2 separate regions of the Mus musculus genome follow, and region 1 is linked to region 2. The links are chromatin contacts, called in public promoter capture Hi-C maps. All regions are on one chromosome and are shown on one strand. Each heading gives the region's core, a stretch centred on a gene start, on an enhancer-like site or on the middle of the called end of the contact. The rest is flanking DNA. Distances are from core to core; before and after follow the strand shown. Region 1 holds the start of Enah (ENAH actin regulator). Region 2 holds the start of Cdc42bpa (CDC42 binding protein kinase alpha).

The links. Promoter capture Hi-C pulls out the DNA fragments that hold promoters and counts their contacts.
Region 1: a promoter capture Hi-C map of the C10 cell line shows a contact between it and region 2, with 4 times the contacts expected there. The contact joins the promoter of Enah here to the promoter of Cdc42bpa in region 2.

The regions. Positions count from the first base shown.
Region 1 is chr1:182,017,054-182,022,097 of GRCm38.p6, reverse strand. Enah (ENAH actin regulator) reads left to right here and starts at 2,118. Exons shown (of 15, transcript NM_010135.3): 1 at 2,118-2,568. The coding sequence starts at 2,564.
Region 2 is chr1:179,958,178-179,963,326 of GRCm38.p6, reverse strand. Cdc42bpa (CDC42 binding protein kinase alpha) reads right to left here and starts at 2,567. Exons shown (of 37, transcript NM_001359541.1): 1 at 2,040-2,567. The coding sequence starts at 2,217.

The DNA.
Region 1 (5,044 bases), core at 869-3,368, 2.1 Mb before region 2:
GCAAGCTGCCATTAAAAAGAATGGAAATGGGTGTAGGCAGCCAACATTCTTGGCTGGTACATTTTTAATAAACACAGAAAACAAGAATAGCATTTTCCTCTTGGATCACTTAATTTGGTACTCATACCATGGGGACATCAGCTGTTAGCATAAAGATGATGGTGATTTCGTTAGATCAGGATGGGATTAGCTAGCAAAAATGAGAAGCAGGTTATGATGTCATTCGCAAGGAATTTTTATTGGTGTTTCTTGTCTCTGACAAGAGATAGTTTGAGTCATTACAGCAGTATCTCCACCTCTTCTGGTGGTGGTAAGGCTTTTATCTGAAACCTAAGCTCTGTTGTACTTACTATATTGGTATGAATGAACTAAGGAGAGCTGGGGTGACTTCTGGCTGAATGTGTCTTAATTCTTTCCCCAAGAAGATTCAATAGGCATTAGTGCTTTTTTTCCTCTTTCTAGACATTAGTTAACTTGTTGAATACTTGAGGTGCAAGCATTTTATACAGATGCCCTTTATACAAAGGCAGTGCACCTCAGAGCTGAGATGTTTTTCTAATCACGGCTATTGTACTAATAACACACGAGGTTGTTTGAGATGTATATTTCTGTCTCTTCTCGTAATATGGGCAACAAGGACATTTGGCTGACAGGGCTGTTTTCTCTTCAGTCCTTGGAGATCCTTGAATAAAATGCTCTGTGATGGCAAGCTGTAATTAGCTATGTGGGTGGAAATTAGTGTTCTTCAAGTACACCATGTTTAGAGCAGAGGCACCGTGCTTTTTACTACCCGAGGCCACCCTGGTCCTGTGCCACAGCTCTAGGTCACTGCTTCTTGCAGGGCTTCCTTCCAAAAAGCAAACCGCCTTTGTTGAGCTCTGAAACCAGGAGGCTTTTCATAGTTAAAACAGGTTAAACTGTTCTCCAGACAATTCAGGCATTGACCAAGGATGGATAGGATACGTTAGCTTGTCATTTGAAAGTGCCCAGAATGCCAGCTTTCATAAGTATCTTTAGAACCGCAGCTCATTTTATATGGAACATCAAACTTTTGAATGGATTCCTGCAGTATTGCTAGGTCCTCCATTTTGGATGTAATAGAAATCGGGTAGCTGCAAAAACCCTTTCTAACCTAGTCTAGGCATCTGTATACTGCGCACGAAAGCGGGCTCTCAGTTTTTAAAAAATTTTATTAGATCATTGGATTTGCTGTTTTTCATTCTACACCCCCCGCCCCAAATTCGGGCTTCTCAGAGGCCTCCTGCACCATCTGACTAAACCATTCGCTGCGTTAGTATTTTCTATCTACCTTCTCAAGGAGGTGAGCTCCAGACTAGGTGAAAGACAGAGCATTTAAAATTATCCTCAGTTTCCATCCCTCCCCGCCCCCGGCCGGGATTCCCTTTCAGCTGGTGACGACAGAAAGGGTTCCACGGGCTGCGTCTCTCGCGGCTGCACAGGGTTCCGCGTGCCTCGGGCCACCGCGTTTCCCGACACCGATGCGTTAGCTGTGTGTGTGTGTGTGTGCGCGTTTATGCGCGCGTGTGTTTGTGCAGTCATCCCAGTACTGTGCGCGCGTCGGCCGGATCCCCAGGTCCAGCACGCTCGGGGGTCCTCGGGAATCCGGGGGACGACGATGGCCACGTTTTGCGTGTTCGGAACTCTCCTACATCCCGCCTACATCCCACGGGTGGGGGTGGGTGGGAGGGAATCACATCGCGGCGGGGACGCGCAGAGGGGGATGCCGGCCCGCGCGCCCTGGTCCTCTCCGCGATCGCGCCCGGCTCGTCACGCCCCCCCCAACCCCCCCACCGCGGTTCGCTCCTCACCTCAGCCTCCGGGCTGCGGGAAGGCCGCGGCAGGAGAGCGCGGTCAAGGGCAGAGCGGGCGCCGAGCCCCCCTCCGACCGCGGGGGGCGCGGAGCCGGGTGGGCGGCAACAAAGGGCCGTGGCCGCACCGCCGCCTCGCCTCGGCCGCCGCCCCGCAGCCCCCTCGTGCGCAACGCCCCTCGCCCCGGGAGGGAGGGGGAGGGGAGCGGGCGAAGCGGGAGCGGCGGGGGCGGCGGGAGGAGGGCGGCGCCTGCGTGCTCCTCCGCCGCCCCGCCCCCGGCGCCCCGCGGCGAGCCCGGCTCTCCTCCCGCGGCTGCAGCAGCTGCCGGTTCCTCACGGCCTCGGCGGCGGCGGTGACGGCGGCGCGCTCGGAGCGGCCTCTGGAGCGGCGGGCGGGCGGACGGACGGACGGACGGACGGGCGCGCGGCCCCGGCGGCTCCCGTCTGAAGCGGCGGACGAGGCTCGGCGGGGAGGAGGCGGCGACGCAGGCGGAGGAGGCGGCGGCCGCCGGGGACCCGCTCGGCGCCTCGGCCCCGTGCCCCGTCCCCAGCCCGTGGTCGCTCGCGCTCGGCGGGCCGGCGCCTCGCCTCTGCGCGCGGAGATGGTGTAGCCCGGCCGCCGGAGCCGGAGCCGCCTCTGCTCGCGCGTCCCCGCGGCGTCCGCCTCCCCGCCTGAGAAGAGACCCTCCGCTCGGCGGCTCCCGCGCCGGGGAAGCCTCGGCGCCGCCGGCACCATGAGGTGAGGGGCGCGCGGGCCGCCAGCCATTGTGCCGCGGCGCCGCGACCGCTCTGCGCGGACCCGCCTGCCCCGGCCCGCGGCGCCGGCTCGGCTCTCCCGGCTCTTTCTCGCTCCCTTTTGTCCCTTCGGGTTTCTCCGGTCCAGCTGCCCTGCCCAGCCGCTCTGATTTGGGGGAGGGGGCTCCTCCCGGTGTCCCCCTCCGATGCTCTTCTTTTACCCAGGATTTCCCTTCCTCAATTCAATATGCCAGCTCCCTCCCTCCCTCCCCCAGCCTGGGTTAACGAAACCCAGGAGATGGGGAGGGGCTCGGTAGTCGTAGCGTGCTCGTTGCCGAGAAACAGGTATTTTCCGTACATCTGTAAAAATTCTCTGCACTTTTAGTACAAAGCTCTAGTGTTTAATTAAAAGGGGGGTGGGGAGGAAAGTTTGGAAGGTTTGAAATCTCTGCGGGGAATAAAGTGCCTCTGGTAGGGGTAAAGCGGAGGAGCGGGGAAAGGTGAACATTTCTCGATGGTGGGGGAAGGGAGAGCATTTACTAGGTTTCCTCTGGCGGGGGACAGTGTGAGGCTGGGATAAGTTGGTTGAGGTTTGTAAGCCCGGGCGGGGGAGGGTTTTGTTTGGAAAGCCCTTCTCTCCGGTTCGTAGCAGCCTGTGTTGCATTGCAGCAGAAGCGGCCGCGTTTCCCTTCCTCTGTAATCAATACAATTATTTATTTATTTTTCAGCCCCAAAGGAAAGTCTTGGATGTACCGTGGTGAAATGCTTTTTGATTGATACGGTGAAACATATGGTGTGATGTTTTTTAATTTTTGTCTCTCCAGTTGTGTAGGAGAATAAACCATGATGTGGTGTGTCACTCATTGGCGACCACCCACCCCAAGCCTTTCCTAAGGTTGTTTTGTGTCCATAACCTCCCGCTTTTGGATTGGTGCAAGACTTAGTGAGAAATAGGACCTCGTAGACTGAAGGCTGATGCATTTTGCGTACTCATCCTTAAAGGCCTCCCTTTTAGGTTAAACAATTGTGGATGAAGTAAATTCCTCCGTTTCTTCCTCCCTCCCGAGATAGTCTTTCAGTTCATTTGGATTTGAATCTCCTTTGTGTTAAAGATTAATGGCCGACGGTTGCCAAGACCTTTATAATGTAATGAAATGAGATTTGAATAATATCTTCAAATTCCTTCTCTTTGGCCTGAAAATCTTGTCATTGGAATTTCCCCCCTTATTTCTGTTTGAAACTTTAGCTTTTATATCCCCCTCCTCAAAAAAAAAAAAAAAAATCAGGGTTGAACACAGACCCGTTACAATTTTAAGTATATTTTTGTGCTGTGTTTACTTAAGCTTACTATGAATTTTTCTGATTCTGGGTGACAGATCTTTATGTTAGTGTTAGATTTTTGCCAAGTGACCCCTTTTCCTGGGTGATTTCATACAACTTATTTCAAATGTTTAAAAAGTAATTAATGGCATAGAAATCAAGATTAATCTTTGTAAAATGCAAGTTGAGAAACCTGTTATATTTTTGTGCATTTTTGCTAAGCTACTGGTGGCCTTGAAAATTCAGGAACTGTTAAAAAACATGACTGTTCTGTCAGGTAATATTACATACTGTTGATTGTACTTTAGTGACATAATGCTATATAGGTCTTGCCCAACAAGTTAGTAGTTAGTAGTTTTTTGGTTTTTTTTTTTCAGACTTGCAATAATTTTCTTAAAACATTAAAAGGACAAAATAAAGCAGGGTATTTTAACATTTGATCAAAGCTATTTGAAAGCTTGTGAACAAAATATATTCAAGTTTGAAGTATTTAGTAAAACTTAAATCATACACTGTCTCAGTAAGTTATGTCTGGACTTAGAAGTTCTAGCTTCTAGCGAAATATAACTAATGCTTTGAAAGCTGTTTTCTTGCCATATTTCTTACTAGCTGTAGAGATAGAGAAATCACACTGACGTTTTCCCAGTGGTGTAAATACAGAACATTCCCCCCAGGTCTGAGGAGTTTGCGCAGTCTACAGTAATTCTTTGTAGGCTGATTTTGAATAATTTAAGAGCAGAAAAGAGGATCAGCTAGTTTTTCACTTTGAAGGGCTTTGTAGAGTCGCTCTTGAGCAGTTCCTAAGAGGGTGAGGGTAGGGTGGTTTGGTCTGAGGTAACCTCAGATGCTGTAGGAACTAAAAGTTAACCTTTTCATGGAATGACAACCCCCCCCCCCCCAGATCCCCCAACCCAGAAACAGAGATATTGAAGAGGGCATTTCCATTAAGTTGGTCGGAACTCTGAGGCAGTAAGTATCTTACAGAATTGAGTATTTGTGGTAAGATCTCTCAGATGTTTTAAGTTTAGGAACAGTGTGTTTTGTCACATAGTGTACTCTTATACAGTAGGCAACTGTGCGTTCCTGAAAGTCTAAAGACACAATCTACATGTAAAGTGCTGTGTATAGAGTTATTAGATCTTGATTAGAGGTGAGCAGTA
Region 2 (5,149 bases), core at 1,318-3,817:
CCAGACCTTCACACATAGATAATTTAAAATAATAAAAATAAGCCTTTTAAAAGCACCAGTAATGGTTTATGAGACTGTAGAGTCTCATCATACCATATATCAGACAACTAAAAAGGTAAGACATGAAATTATTAATAAGAATAAAGATGATTTTGGACTGGGGATTGAACTGAATTCCCAGCACTATATAATCTGCACATGGTAATGCACAATACTGCCAGCACTGTAAAGATAGAGGGGGATGGGCCAAGGTTCAAGGCCAGTCTCAGTTACACAGAAACTTCAAGAGTGACATAAAACCCTCTCTCTGAAAAAATAAAAAAACATAGTGAATGTAGCCAAACACTTGATCTTTGTTTTACTTTTTAGTATAAGTAAATATGTATGTATGTGTTTGCAAAGTGTCTTCATAAACAGAGAAAAAAAATCCAAGAAAGGATGCTAAATGGAAGATACAGAGATTATTTTAATAAGATGGCAAAATACCCCATAGCATAAAACTACCACACATCAGGAAGCCATGAAAATGCATTTTCACTTATATAATACACTATTTTAAATTATATTTGCCACTGCTATGTACAAAGAGTTCTCCTACCGTTTTGCAAATGAAAAGGATATTAAATGACAATCATAATCACAGACTACAGTATCACTATGAAGCTGTAACTGAAGGACTCAAATTCCAACTCTAAAAGTACTGAAACCTTTTAAGTCTTCAAAAAAAGAAACACCACAGAATTCCTAAGTTTATGAAACACAGGGTGTAAGATTCCATATGCTTCATAAAATATTGTATCCTGCACATAAAAAGGCAGGTAAATGCAAAGTCAGTGCCAACATAAAAATTACCTACTCTCAAGCGAGAAGTTGCCTGACAACTGATTTAAGATTCCTTACATTCCCAGCACGCTGATGGCAAACTGCTTTGTGAAATCATCCCATGCACATTTGTACATTTTCTTTTAAACCCTGAAACATCGTGCTACTAGCAATCACTCATCTAATACTGGAAAACTGGAGAATTCAAATTGCTTCATGTTAGCATTCTTAAAGTGGGAGTTGACTTGAGAAACAAATTTTGAATGAATTTGAAAACAGAAACAACAACGGCCACTTAAATTTTTTACTTCAGAAAAATTAAGGTTTACTTGGGAATAAAGATCGTCGATATAAAAATCATTTAGCTAGCTAAAAGTATTTCAACAGCTCAAAATTCTAAATGGCCTAAATCCTTCCAGAGCTATGGTACCACTCTCTACCAGCCTGGGCAGTGATGGCCACTGCTGGATGTCAGACTTCCCTCACACGAGTGAGTGACATCAGAGGCTCCTGGAGTTCAGACAAGCCTTGAAGGTCACATGCAGAGTTTGCCCGCATCACTGATCTAGTCCACTACTATAGGTCACCTGGGTCACATCTAGCCAGTATAGACACAAATTCAATTTAGAATAAAATCTAAGGCAGGTGGAGCTGCCTCCAAACATCCTCCAACTACATCTTTTTACACACACACATACACATAATTTCTATTATTTCTCAGGAACCTAGTGATTTTTGGAAAGTCCATGTTTAGTACTTTCCTTTGCCAGTGCTATCCAGAGATGAGACTAAACCCCCTGATCACCACCTCCACATTCCTGTTGTCCTAAAATTAACACAGGGACTTCAGCATCTCCTCAAATCTCCTGTGATTTTCAAAGACTGGGAAGGAATGTTCCAACCAACAAATACCCTCCCACTGAACGGTTGTGACAACTGTGCTCAATAATCCAATTCTGCCAATCCCAGCCTTCCTTCTGAAGCTCCTGCTGCTGCCCGCCCCCCCCCCCCCCCAGACGCAGTGAGTTCACAAACAGCAAGGCCAAACAACCAGGCAACAACTAAGTGGCACCGCTTTGCCCTGGCAAACAGTTAAGAAAAACTAGGAGAGAGAAGTCTTGACTAATAGGCGTTTGTTCTGTTGTTAAGGCTATACACATCATTTTCACTATAGTTAATAATGCTCACGCCCAGCAACGCATTAGAAGAAAACTTACCCCATTCTAGATATTCAAGAATGTTCTTCTCTCTTCTCAATGGAGAATTATTGCATTCATCGTAAAGACAGATGAGGATGTCCAGTAGCGTCTCCACACTGAAGCACTGCCCATTGGTCTGAGCTGGCCCATCTAAAATAAACTGCTCCAACTGCCTCAAACGCACTTCTCCGGACATGTTTGCTTCGATTTCTGCTGGTTTTCTTTTAAATGCCCTTACGATGTCTACTGTTACTATCTGAACCTAAAAGTTTAAAGATGTGGTTTTTAAAAATAAACCACTTGTTATTTCAACAACTGTCATGCAATGCCGGTGCTGAATTAAACATCCAATACACCAGTCACCTCACTTAACGGAAGCGTCTCCAATTTCACCCATAAACATATATATCTTGAGGGTGAGTTTCCATAAAATATAGATTTAATATTTTAAGAGAATAATACAATTAAATTGTACATTTAAATAAAATAATAATTAAAAGTACAACGAACTAAAGAGTCAACACTCCTTAAAAAAAAAAAAAAAAACTCCTTCATTCAAAATTCAATTCGTGCAACATAATCCTGAAACGAATCCAGTTGCATCATTAATGAATAAAGTCCCCTTGGCATCAGCAATTCACTTCCCGGGAAGAAGAAAAATTGAAAAAGGAGGAGGGGGCAACGTATGGAGGGGGAGGGAAAGCCAAAAATTCTGCAAATGCTCCCAACCTCCACTCGGATAGCGCCTGGGCGAGTCCTCCGCGGCAAAGGGAGGGCAGCTGCCGGAGCAGTTCTCCCGGCTCGGCTCGGAGCACGCCGAGCCTCCGCTCCGAGCTCTTTCTTCCTAGGGCTTTGCAGCGAGTCTTGCTTCCAGCGGACTGCGGCGAGGACGCGTCATCTTCCTCCCGGCTTCTCCCGGGGCCTGGCCGGCGGCGCAGCCGGGATGAGGCGGGCTGCGGGCGGCTCTCGCGCCGGGCTCCGGGGGCGGCGGCTACTTGGCCGCGCGAGCCCGCTCCATGCCGGAGGCCGCTGGCGGGCCGCGCCGTGCCGCCGGGCGCAGCGCCCGGGCTCCCGCTCGCGCCCTGCGGCCGCCGCCGCCGCCGCCCCTCGGCGAGGGGCTGCGCTGACGAATTCAGAGGACGCGGGCGGCAGCCGCGGTTCGGGCGGCGACTCGAGTCCCTTCTTCCCAGCCTTGGGCTGAGGGCATCTTTCCCGACGGACGCAGGCGGCTGAGGCGCGGGAGGAGGGGGCGCTGCCGCCGCTGAGGAGACCTGAGGCTGCCGCAGCCCGGCTCCCAACCACTCCCTTCCTCCTCTGCCCGCCTCCCCCGCCCGCCCTCCCGCCCGCGCCGCTCGCGCCCGCGCCGCCCGCGCCCGCGCCCTAGGCTCCCCGAGGCCGCTCCCGGCGCCGCGGCGCGCAGGCGGAGGCTCGCGGACCGTCCGGATCCAAAATGGCGGCGCGCCCCGCCCCCCGACCCCGCTGGAAGCGGCGCGCTGCGGCCCAGCCGAGCCCGAGCCCCGGGGGAGGGGGATCGCCTCGGCCCGCGGCGCTGCGGCTGCCGCAGCCAGGGAAGCGGGGTCCCCCGGGGCGACTCGGGTGTGGAACGGGTTGGCTCGGTGAGGCACGGGCTGGGAACTGCGCCACGGTGCCTCGCCGCCGCCCGGGGTCCCCGCGGTGACCACCCCCCAGCCGGCCTTCTTCCTCCACTTCTGCGGAGATGCCGTCGGTCCCGCAAGGGTACCCTCGGCTTCCAACCGCTCTAAGACAAGACAGCCGCTCCAGACGCTGTTTACCTGCCCACCCTGCCCCCATTCGGCTTTCCCACGCCCCAGACTCCTAATTTCCGGTGTTCCTAATCCACAGCGTTTGTGTCACTCCCCCAGGATGGAAAAATAATAAGAGACTGGTCTGCTTCACCATCCCTGTCGTGCATGCGGGATCTCAAAGGAGAGGGATTCCCGTTTCTGTTTCCCAAAGTTTCCCCCAATGTGAAGCCTGGCATGTTTTCCTCCAGAAATATCCTAGATCATGCCTGTTATTCTTCACCCAAGGTGACAAGCTCCCCTGGGGATTCAGCTCCCGCAATCAACATAGTTCGTCACTGTCACCAAACCTACAACTCTCTGTCAGCACACTTTTCAGGTATGGGGACAGCCACTCTGCGGCCCGGTAGCAATGCAGCAAAAAGCAAGTCACTGAAGAGCCAAGGCACCTGCTGCTGGTGGGGCCCTTTCAGGGTTTTGTGGTCTTAGATTTTGAGAGAGTTCCCTCCATAATGCTCATGGAAGGTTCTACTTTTGATACAGCTAAACCGGAATATTGCGTTTCTGTTATCGCCCCCACCCCCAAGTGAGCGCCTCCTCCAAAACGTGGTTATTTTATATGCCTTCCCTACACCCGTTTTCCGTGGCAACGCATGCAATGAATCATTCTTACATCTCAGTAATGCAAAAACAGGGAGAACCAGAAACGAAGGCCTAGATAAGTCAGAAAATGACGGCTCAGGTTAAAGTTGCTGTGATTCGCAGAATATAGTGAATCTTTTCTGAAATGTATACTTTCCGAGTCTCTTCTTGCTGGCATAAGTAAGGTCTGCATTATTTTCAATGTGTTCTTGACATGTGAGTGATACTTGATAGGTTCAGACAAAAGGTTAATCATTTCCAGCCATGAAATCTTTGAGTGTGCCTGTTCCTTAATTGTACTAGTAACAAAATTATAGACGTGAAATGTGATCCTAAACTAAATAATATCATTTGACATTAGTTACTGTTGTTATTTCATTGCCATTGGTGTCTTTTTTCCCTACCATTTTAACAAAGACGTTGCATGGGAAGGGATAGTTTTATATCGTCTGTAATCATCTATGTAGGTCAAGAAATGTTCTTCAGCCTCACCAAGTTTTTAAAATGAAGTCAACACATTTTTTAACAAGTTCATTTACTCAGGAGAGTAAGTCATAAAAATGTTTTTAAAAGTTTTTTAAAAGAGCACACAGAGACCAGATGGTTCAGCAAGAAAAACCCCTGCTGCCAAGCCAGACAGCCCGAGTTCCATCCCTAGGCCCAACATGATAGAAGTAGAGAAATCAATTCTCATGCCTTGCCCTCTGATCGCCACAATCACGC